Linked DNA regions of Mus musculus: regions 1 and 3 are each linked to region 2. A link is a contact called in public Hi-C data. All regions are on one chromosome and are shown on one strand. Each heading gives the region's core, a stretch centred on a gene start, on an enhancer-like site or on the middle of the called end of the contact. The rest is flanking DNA. Distances are from core to core; before and after follow the strand shown. Region 1 has its middle 120 kb from the start of Ajap1. Region 2 holds the start of Ajap1 (adherens junction associated protein 1). Region 3 has its middle 15 kb from the start of Gm31180.

Region 1 (3,499 bases), core at 211-2,710, 120 kb after region 2:
ACTTCATCTTCAGCATTAGATCACCAAGGAGACGTAGCCTGTCTGTGACACTGTTTAACCGAGGTTGGAGGGTCTGAATGTGGGTGTGCCCATCGCAAAAGGCAATATAGTATTCTGACCCTTTGAGACTCAACTCCCAGCCAGGGCCTACAACAGAAGACAGTACAAACATCCCAAGAGCATTGTGAGTTCCCACGATGTTTCATCTTCAGCATTAGATCACCGAGGAGACGTAGCCTGTCTGTGACGCTGTTTAACCGAGGTTGGAGGGTCTGAATGTGGGTGTGCCCATCGCGCGGCTGGGGGTCAGGGGCAGCCTCATCACAAGGGCTGTGGTCATGGACTGGGGTCAGGGGCAGCCCCATCGCATGGGCTGGGGGTATGGCAGCTTCACTGCACAGTTTGGGGTCAGGGGCTAGAGTCATGGCAGCTCCATCGCATGGCCTGGGGTCTCAGGCTGACTAAAAAGGAGAAAATGAGCCGACTATTCACTTCTCCACTTCCTGACTGTGAGCATAGGAACTTTCTCAAGCTGCCTCCGTGTCTTTTTGTGACGGATGGCACCCTCAAACCATGAGTGAAATAAACCTTTCCTTCTCTACGTTGCTTTTGTTGACTATTTTATCACAGTGTTGAGAAGAGTAACTAACGTGCTCCCTTGCACGGCTGTGCCTTAGAACCTGTATTTATTAGTTCTATAGGGCGTCCGTAGCCACTGCTATACTCTAGATCCTTCTAGACAAGGCAGACATACTATCTCACATTCCCAGAGACCAGAAGTCTGAGATCAGGTGTTTGCAGGACTGGGTTCCCTCCCACAGATTATGCTAGGGAGACTCTGTCTGAGCCCCTTTGTGAGTCTTGGTTCCTGGTGCTATCAACCCACAGATTATGCGAGAGAGACTCTGTCTGAGCCCCTTTGCGAGTCTTGGTTCCTGGTGCTATCAACCCTCTCTATAGACAGCATGCATACCCATACTCAAAGGCCCCCTTTTTAACACGCATAGGCCAATATTCCAGCACAGTCCATTTCCTCTTCTGTCTGTAAGAATCTGACTTATAAATAAGTTCATGTTCTGGGTACCAGGGTTAGGATTTCAGCATCTGCAGGACTCCCAGTTTAGCCCTAATACAGTGGTGACAGAAAAGACACATTCACAGCTCCCAAACCTGTCTCATGTTTCCTGCTATTTATTCTAAGAAAAAGTGAGGGATATAAGGACAGGGAAATCCAGGAAAGAGACTCCTGTGCCTGCCTGTGCTGGACCAGGAAACACAGGATGGTGGTGGTCTTATTGTTAACTCAGGGGAAACAATGTTGCTACACTGAAAGGGAAAGTATCATTCTTTAAGCTGAAGGCGCCTCCGAATGTTATTGTCATGGTTTCAGGCTGCTGGATGGAAGCGAGGCAGCTGCCTGGCTCATAAGCTGATTGGAAGCTGGGAACTAGGGTGGGGTGCTGAACACAGCTCCTCACTGAGCGAAGAGTGCAGAGAGCAGCTGCGGGCGCTGGCATCTGCCTCCTTGTTGTCTTTTCCTTTATTTGCGTATGGGTGGTTTTTATTTCCGCTTTCCCTCCAGCTTGAGTTCCAAAGCAAGCACACTACCTGGCTCTTGCCTGGCTGTTCATCAGTGTGGGCCGACCTCTGCTTCCTGTCTGGGGGAAGGGGTTGGTAGTGCAGTTAGAGCAGCTTGGCAGCTTGCCTGAGAGTGGTGGGCTCTTCCAAGCCTTTACACACACACACACACACACACACACACACACACACACACACACACACACTCACTATTGTTAACAGAGTCTGACTTGAGAGGGCCCCTCTCATCTGGCCTGACCCAGTTCCTGGCACTCCTCAAACTCACCCAGTGTTTCCTAATTCTCCGACCTTGAACTTGGTGGAAATGATACAGCAGAATGTCTGGCCTCCAAGGCTGTTTCTTCAGCCGTGCAGAATTTCTGAGAATGAGGCTGGAGGTGCTGAGGCTAGAGACAAGGAGAAACCGGGGTGCAGGAAAGCAAGATTGTCTCCACACCTGAAGGCCAGAACCCTGGTGTCCCTGGAGCTCTCCGTGGTGCTGAAGAGGGCCTCTTTGCTTACACTTCCTTTTGAAGCCAGTGCAAGCATAACCAGCTGCTAGGTTTATAGACAATCACCCAGAGCATCGTTTGCCGAGATCCGTTCTCTGTAAACAACAGCTTCTGAGATGCTACAAGGCAATGAGGTTTAAGTAATGATCCTGGAGAGTCATGGATTCAGAGTAGATCTTCCTAGATCACAAACCACCTCTCATTGACTATGAATACCAATGATGGTGTCTCAGGGCTTGCCATCACCAGAGGCAGCAGGAGCACCAAGGGCTATAAGGTGTGTCCTTATTCCTGTGTGTGTGTGTGTGTGTGTGTGTGTGTGTTTGTCTCTGTGTGTCTGTGTATGTTAATGTGTGTGTGAGTGTGCCTGTGTGTGTTGTATAAATGTGTACAGAGACCAAAGAAGGATATCAGATGTCCTTCTCCGTCATTTTCCACATTATCCCCTTGAGGTAGGATCTCATTGCATCCAGAATGAGACTAGAAGTCAGAAAGCCCTAGTAAGCTCCACGTCTCCGTCTAGAATTTTATGTGGATCTAGGATCAGAACTTGGGTCTTCATGCTTGCACAACAAGCATTTTAACTCACTGAGTCATCTCTCCAGCTTCCCTTCATCTTGATAAGCCATACAGCAAGGTGGTTTTCTGGGTAGGTCATCAAGGGACCATTCATTGTGTTGTATATCTGCAGGCCATGGGGGAAAAACCCTAATGAGACATCTTTGCAGGCATCTGTTTGGGCTCTGTTCTTCCCGGTGAGAGGAAACCACACTGAGATGCACCCATGAAGGAGGCAGATGCACGATCCCCTAGCCCAGGCCCTCGCTGAGCTTTGATACTTCACATTTTGCATGAACAGCAGATGAGAGCAGCATCTCTCAGCGCAAGTCCTTACACTCGAGAACATTATGCAGAGAAACCATGAAAAACCATGAGATCCATCGAAAGCTGTGGCTCACTTTGGGATTGAATTGCCACTTAAATCAAACTGACAGTGGGCAGGGGGCTTGAAGAATGAAATTAAGGGGGATGCTGTATTTCAATTGGGAAGTCTTGGGTGCTTTCCAAGAGAGCAGGTCTCCTCTAAATGAAGTATAACCCTGCGCTCGAGTTGTACCCTCTTTGATTTATCTCAGCCAGAGAGACTTGTTTCAGTGGCTCCAAATGTTATTTTCAAAGAGCAAATGAACATCTCATGCTGGAAGCAATGACACAGGAAACCAGCTTGGCAGGATCTGGTACTGGAAGAGGCAGGAAGGAGCTCTGAGCCCTGCTGTCTTCTAATTTTAAACTCAAGCTCAATGCGGCCTGAAGAACTGATGGAGGAGAGAACCCCGCAGGTCCTGATGGGGTGGGAGATGGCAATCTGGTGTGTTTCCCAGGCATGTCTTCTGTGGCCACTGTTTGTG
Region 2 (3,546 bases), core at 581-3,080:
TCTACAGGCTGCTGGAAGGCCCTCTTTTTGCAGCACCCCAGCTTTTCCCGCTAGGTGGCAGCAGTGCAGGCATCTCCTTCCTGGTTGGCAACTGGGTCCAGCTTGCTCCGTCCGCTAGGACTTCCCTGCCTCCTTACTTTGTAAGATCATCTCCCTCCAACCCCCAGGACCAGGGCTCTGCGGGAAGAGGACCCAGAAGTGACCAGGCATTCAAAGCGCTGAGTCACCTGGGTGTCTCTCTGGACGACAGACTGGCACACAGCTAGTCGCAGCTGCACGTGCGCTGGGCCAACTCATTTAGTCCTAATTAAAACCTCCTGAGGGAAAGCACCGGAAACGGGTCTTGTAAGATGAGAAAGCCAAGAGTCGGAGAGGTTGCGTAATAGACATAGGACCCCAAGACAGTAGCACCCCATACCTAACTTCAGTCTCTTGCAACCATGCTACCTTGCTCCCAGATACTTTCTTTAGGGCCTGAGAGGGAAAACAGAACCATGTTGTCCTGTCCAGCCTGGGTGGGGAGAATCTCTGGCTGCCAAAAACCTTGGACTGGAGGCTCAGGGAAAAGGACCTGCCTGGGTGCACAGTGAATCCCAGGAAGACTGGCTCCTCCCCCCCCCCCAGCAACCCTCCCAGGGAGGCCTCACCCTCTCTCTCCTGAGGGGGGCAACTGCTGGGCTGAAGTCACTTGCTTGCAGCACCCTGGCAAGTCCCCAGTTGCCTCTCTTTACCTTCCCGGCTCTGACTCTAAAGTCCAAGCAGGAAGACCGCAGACTGAAGCTCATTTCTAAGGCCCCTGGCTTTGCATTTCTTCCCCACTATGTGTGGAGCTGAGAGCTGGCTTTTGTTCCTACAGTTCCTCAGGGACTAGGCAGCTAAGGCCTCCGTGGGATCCTCTGCCTTTATGTCACTCCTTTCAGTGAAAGGGGACCACAGAAAGCCTGTCTTTCACTAACCGGACATGCAGACACAACTAACCAGGTAGGCACCAGGGAGTGCTGGGTGGGAGAGTGGGCAAGATGTCTGGGAGTGCCAGGTTCAGAACTCCCTGGCTCTGCGAAGACAGCAGATGCCATAAAACCAAGAAGGAGGGGGAACTGCGCTGGAGACTGAATAACCGGGCAGAAGCATGCTCCAACCAAAGGCTGAAACTTCATCTGCCTGGAGAGAGGCCAGGCCCAGGCAGTGGGGAGACTCCCCAGGAGGACCCTCCCCAGCCTCTCGCATCGCCTGCGCCGTGCAGCTCCGCAGGAGGAAACTTTTCGCACAGCCTCAGCTCCCCAGTCCCATGAGAACCTCCTCTCCCCAAATCAGCCCTCTGCGTTCAATGGGCGTACTTAGAACAGGGTCCGAACCTCTTAACTGCTTCGCATGCCATCTGGTTACCGTGGCAACACCATCCGGCGGCGCCGGGCGGTCCAATCGGAGCCTGCGGCCTCTTTCGAGCCTTTCCCAAGGTGGAGACCCGGACGCGGCCAGGGATGGGGAAGGGGTGGGCCCGGTTCTTCTCTCTGGCGCCGCCCAGGCCACTCAGAGCCCAGGTCGCCAGTCCAGCTCCAGCGAGGTGGGCTGGCAAGCTAAGCCGACCGGCCGGGTTGGGGGCTCCGACTCCAGGTTGAGGGGCGGGGAAGGAGGGTGACGTGAGCCGGGCCCGGCGGGCGGAGTTGGGACCCGTTCGCGGAGGCGGGGGCAAGCGCTTCTGGAGGCAGACGCGCAGAGGGAGGCGGCCGAGCGGCGCGGGCGGCTCTGCGGAGGGCGCGGTGGGCGCGGGCGGCGGGGCCCGGGATCCCCGCGCGCCTCCTCCGCGCGGCGGCGCCGCCGCGCGTCCCCACGCCCCGCGCTCCACGCTTCTTCGCCCCGCGCCTCCCCTGCCCGCCTTCTGGCAGTCTCCGGGCCGCGGCTGTCTGCAGAGCGAGCGCTTAGACGGAGCTCTCCAGCAACTTGATCGGTGTCAGAACCTGGGACAGAGGCCCCTCGACCCGGCGGCGCGTGGAGGCGACCCGCGTGGGCCAGAGGGGCGATCTTCTCAACCCCCGGGCAACACCGATCACAGCCTCGCAGCTCCGGCTGCAGGCTAGATCCTCGCACGGCTTGCGGAGCCGCCCGCTTCGCTACTCGTCGCCCCGGAGGACGAAGCCCCGCTCCTCGGACCCTCGCGGCCGGCGACAGACCCGGAGTGCGCCCGCCTCGCTGCCGCCCGCGCCGTGTGGCCTGCGGTGGGGGCCCCGCGCCCCGAGAGCCGGCGGGAGGATGTGCGTCCCCGCGGGCCGGCCCGCCTGAGCCATGCGCCCCCTCGGCGGCGGCGCGCCGGCCGGCATGGAGCCCCGCGCGGCCGCGCTCTGACTCGCTGTGCGCCCCGCGGCCGGCGGGCGGCGGGCGGCGGGTGGCGGCGGCGGCCCGAAGCCGAAGAGCGGCGCCACGGGACCGGAGCGAGCGGGCGCGGGCGCCGCGCAGATGGCTGGGGCAAGCAAGGTCTGAGGCTGGGTTCCCTGAAACGTGACCATGTGGATCCAACAGCTTTTAGGACTCAGGTGAGCGACCCGGCTGGAGGCAGGGTGCATGGGGGGGTGGTGCGTGGGCGCTAGGCTGGGCTGCTGCTCACTGTTGCAAACCGAGGCACGGCTTCTCGCCTCCCCGAGGCGGCCCGCGTGGTGCACCCGAAGCCACGGAGCGCGGCCGCCTGCTGGTCCCTGAGGCCGGACAGAGAGAGGCAGGGAGCGGCCGTTCTCCTACGCTCCGCGAGTCGAGTGGGGTCGAGGTAGGGGCGCTTGCCCCAGTAACCTGGCAGCGGGGCTGGCCGGCGCGCCCGCTGCCCAGGGCGCCAGCAGCGCAGTGTCCTGGCCGGCGGCCCCGGCGCGGCTCCTCTCCGGAGCCCGGCGCGAGTTGCGGGCCATTGGGCGCGGTGGACTCGGGGGCCGGGGCTGACGCTGGATCTGCCAGGGAGAGCCACCGGCCCTCCCAGTTCTCGAGCAGCTTTGCCGTGGAGTTGGAGAAGCCCAGAACCCTACAGCCGCTCCGTCAGCCCTTCTCTCCGTTCCTAGGGCCCCTGGGCCCCTGAACTGAAGTGTAGTAGGAGCACAGCTGCCGACCCAGCTGCTTTGGGGTGACCTCCGGGCAGAAGGTCGCACGCAGCTGGCAGACAGCTGGGTCTGGAGAGCTTTTGGATTCTGGGGAAGCGACAACAGGCAACTGCCTCTAAGCACCTCTCACAGGCACACAGGGCTTGTCTGTGTCCGGGACCTTCCGGGCCAGTAGGAACTCAAGCCCAGTGCGGTTATGGGGCGGACCAGAAAGACCCTTCTCTGCAAACTTTGCCCACCTACCGAGTCGCTCAAGCTTCTCTGGATCCTGCCTTGGGGTCCCCAGAACGCAGTTGCCCCCTTTACAGAGCACAGTGTCTACTACCCTTGCCTTCATGTAAGGGGGTCTCTGGCCAGAGCTGCTGCGCCTGGGTCGGGATTTGGGACCCAGGTTGAACATCACAAATGGAAGCTGAGAAAGGCTGCTTGCGCTTCTAGTGTTTGTCCACTGGGATGCACTGCGCTC
Region 3 (3,382 bases), core at 855-3,354, 120 kb before region 2:
GTGGGTTGGACAGGAACTGAACACTTAGGTCTGAGCCATGGTCACGAGGATTTGTTGAGTGACGTGGTGCGTGTGCTTTCCCTGTGTGGAAGCTTGTGTGCACAGAGAGCCCGGGAGCTGGCCCAACCGTCACACTTGAATCAGCAGAGGTGGACAAGTCACCTCCACGGTACCCTGCTCTACCCGTGGGGAGAGTCAGAGGAGACAAATGCTTGCCAAGGTGCTATCTGAGGGACTGAAAAAGGAGGGTACATGGCCTGGGACCCCTAAGTCTCTCCTAGTTTTTCCTATCTGTTTGTTTCTCTCTCTGTGTTTATTTATGTGTGTATGTGTGTGTGTGACACAAAATGTGGGTTCTGTGAACTGAACTCAGGCCATCATGTTGACAACAAAAAGCACTTTACCAGTGGAGTCATCCCCCATCAATTTGCTTTTGACCTTGTCAGCCCCTTCCCTCACTACCCACAATGCACAGCAGCAGTGAGTGGCACTGGTGCTGTGTGGAGGGAGGATGGATGCTGGCCTGTTCCTGCTCAGACTATCCTCCGTCTACTCCAGACCCTGGAAGAAGCCTCTGCTGACTCCTGCTGGCTCCTCTTCCTCGAGTCCGGCTGCCACCATTTGATCTATGTATATGAAACCTGTTCGGCAGACTCATCTCTCGTGTTTAATTTTTATGTTAACACAACAAGGTGATAGAACTGTGCTGGAGAGGCCGGGGACAGCACTGATAATCCTGAAGTGGCAGTTACAGCTTCAAAGGCGTTGCTGCAGGAGCCGGCTCCAAAGTGGATCCTCGGGCCACGGCTTTCTCTGAGGAGCCTGGAGAGCTTTCAACTTGACTTTGCTGTAAAAATCTCAGCTATTGGCAGTTAGCAGCCTCTGCTTAAAAGGCAGGATTGACTTGTGAATAAAGCACCGGCAGGGCCACTGAATATTCCAAAATAAGCGTATCAGCCTTGGCCAGGCCTTACCCACAGGTGAGACAAAGGCTGGACATTTAGTGGAACCTGGACAACAGAGATTTTGGTGCCCATGGGATCTTCCAGAACAAACCACCTTCTTTCTGAGAGTCCACAAAAGGGATGCTTGATCGCCACTGTTTCCTGAGCTTTACAGCAGAGGCTCATGGGAGTTCCCTGCTCACAGAATAGCCCCGGAGTCTCTGAGTTTCTGAGTCTCCCCCGAGCAAGTGCTTAGAAGTGGCGTGGGTCTCCCACAAGCTATCAGGGTGTTCTGTTAGTGACTGTAATGAAATTTCTGAGGCAGGCAAAGGAGTTTATTTAACTCAGTGTGCTGGGGATTCAAATCCCATTAGGCTGCAGCAGCGACAATAACTTTCAGTGCTTCTGGGGGCCCTGTGGAGAACATCATAATAGTAAGAATGTAGGGTGACAATAGACTGTCCCCAAGGAGAGAGCAGAGGCATGAGGGAAGGACAGACTACACCCTAGGCAAGAGCTCAGAAGTGTTGGGACAAGAAGAATCCATACCCAGCATAGGAGACCAGGGAAACTCTTGAGTGATGCTCACGGTCACACAGTCCCTTCTGTTGATAGGACCCTCAGCTGATGTAAGGCTTCTCATAGGCTGTGTCTGCTCAAGGTGTCACCTCCGAATACTGCCACACTGGGATCCTAATACAAGAACCTTTGGGGACCTGCTCAAACTACATGTAATCCACAGCAGAAGTGTCCACCCAGGCAGGAGGATGGCCTTAAGACCTGAGTCCTGATTTGCACCCAGATTGTTTTATGATCTGAGATGTCTCCGTCTGTCAGGGCCTTGGTCTCCCAGTGGACAATAATACCAGGCTAGAGCCTGATCTTCTAGAACCCCCATACAATGCCCCACAGCTAAGCAGAGTCTGGAAACACGAAGCAATCAAGCCCAGGCTCACAAGGAGAGGGGCTGAGTTGATCCAGAGAGCTGTCGGCAGATAGGGCAGGCTGTAGGCCTGGCTCTCACCGTCCCAAGGACAGAGCACAAGAGGTTTTGCCTTCTTTTCTCCTTTCTCAGAAAGCACTTTGCAAAGTCCCCTGAGAAACATCAGCCGAAGGAGGCAGGTCCAGGAATGTTCTGGAGTGGGAGAGGGGTTGTTATGGCAACCGATTGCTCCTAGGCTCTGAAGAGACTTAGCTCCAGCTGAACAAGGGAGGTTCAGGGGACACGGAGGGTAACACTTCAGAAAGAGCTGCCGTAGACGAAGACTCACGTGCACACTTGGCTGGAACGTCTGAGGGGTGAAGAGGGAGAAGGGGCTATTTTTAGCAACCCCTTGGAGGCTGCCGTATGGGGGTCTTAGCTGGAGACTCACAGAGCAAACCTCCTACCCACCTATCCTATCCACCCCTGAGTTCCTCAGCTCTCCTTTTCTCCTGGCCTCTTGTGCTGTTGTCTGCTCAGCCTTACCTGCCTCCCGATGCTCTCCCTCCTGTGGGGTCCGGTCCTGTGGGGTGTGAAGTGCATGCAGGTAGGACACTCAGCTTCAGAGCTTTCCTGGAGGTAAGAAGAGAGCAGGAGAGGTTGATAGCTCCTCTATCCTTCCTTCTCTCTCACAGAGCTGCCAGGGGACAGCAAGGGAGTGCAGTGTAGTGCATGTGCACAGGGCAGGACTTTCGTCCTGAGTGACTATGTTCTCTGAAGCTGGGGGGATGGGGGAGGGGCTTGCACCCCTGTGAAAGGACTAACCCATAGAAAGGACTAACCCATATTGATTTGCATACCTGAGATCCAACAATAATCATCAAGATGAAGCCCCCAGGCTGGGTGGTGCAGGGCCTGGGCTCCCTTCTACCCAACCCCTTTAGAGGGTCCTTTGCACAGACCCAGTGGAGGGACTCTCACATATTCAACAATACCACAACTTGCATCAGAGTCTTCATCCTGGTGGTCCAGTGCAGGGTGCGTGTTTGTTGGGGAAAGAATTTCCTCAGGAAACCCCTGCCAGCCTCAGGCCATTGGCCAGACTTCAGTCCTGAGACTCAACCTGCGTCATGGCCACTGGGCCAGTCCTGATGGATCTCAATACAGGGCTGCAGGTAGTGATGACAGACAAGGGCTTTGTTCCTGCCTGTATAGACCTGGCCATCTGATGAAGACAGGCTGTGAGGTTTCCTGTGTCTACTGTAACGAAAAGATCCATAACGAGTGGTTTTTAAACATAAACCATCACCCTCTCACAGAATCAGGGGCTCAGGTCCAAACCGTGAGATCTGCAGGGCCGCTTTCCCTCTGCAGATCTGAATGAGGCTCTGTCGGCTTCTGATGTCATCCTCAGCGTACCACAGCTCTTCCTTCTACAGAGCAGGCACCTGCCTTAGTCAGACTCTACACAGTACCTTCAGATCCCCTCCCCTCAGGGTATGTCCTGTGATCCTGG

The links. A called contact is a pair of places that touch in the nucleus more often than the background predicts.
Region 1: a contact with region 2 is called in a Hi-C map of cerebral cortex, with 2.7 times the contacts expected there. The contact joins the enhancer-like site here to the promoter of Ajap1 in region 2. A contact is called at or near these places in 1 of 39 promoter capture datasets (hippocampal neurons), 8 of 484 Hi-C or Micro-C datasets (cerebral cortex, embryonic stem cells, nephron progenitors and 2 more), 1 of 115 datasets of contacts at active chromatin or transcription factors (embryonic stem cells) and 2 of 9 other capture datasets (embryonic stem cells and liver).
Region 3: a Hi-C map of forebrain shows a contact between it and region 2, with 4 times the contacts expected there. The contact joins the enhancer-like site here to the promoter of Ajap1 in region 2. A contact is called at or near these places in 1 of 39 promoter capture datasets (hippocampal neurons), 5 of 484 Hi-C or Micro-C datasets (cerebral cortex, cortical neurons, embryonic stem cells and 1 more), 3 of 115 datasets of contacts at active chromatin or transcription factors (embryonic stem cells and forebrain) and 3 of 9 other capture datasets (adipose tissue, liver and pancreatic islet).

Annotation. Positions count from the first base shown.
Region 1 is chr4:153,356,297-153,359,795 of GRCm38.p6, reverse strand. No RefSeq gene overlaps it. Among named protein-coding and RNA genes, the nearest start is that of Ajap1, 120 kb to the left of the region's middle. Within about 2 kb of position 1,460, at least 30 of the 459 cell types and tissues checked have an H3K27ac peak or open chromatin away from gene starts, as enhancers often do. A contact at or near this core is called in cerebral cortex, where this site is marked.
Region 2 is chr4:153,481,114-153,484,659 of GRCm38.p6, reverse strand. It overlaps Ajap1 (adherens junction associated protein 1), which reads left to right and starts at 1,830. Exons shown (of 6, transcript NM_001099299.1): 1 at 1,830-2,531. The coding sequence starts at 2,503.
Region 3 is chr4:153,598,928-153,602,309 of GRCm38.p6, reverse strand. No RefSeq gene overlaps it. Among named protein-coding and RNA genes, the nearest start is that of Gm31180, 15 kb to the right of the region's middle. Within about 2 kb of position 2,104, at least 21 of the 459 cell types and tissues checked have an H3K27ac peak or open chromatin away from gene starts, as enhancers often do. A contact at or near this core is called in cerebral cortex, cortical neurons, forebrain and 1 more, where this site is marked.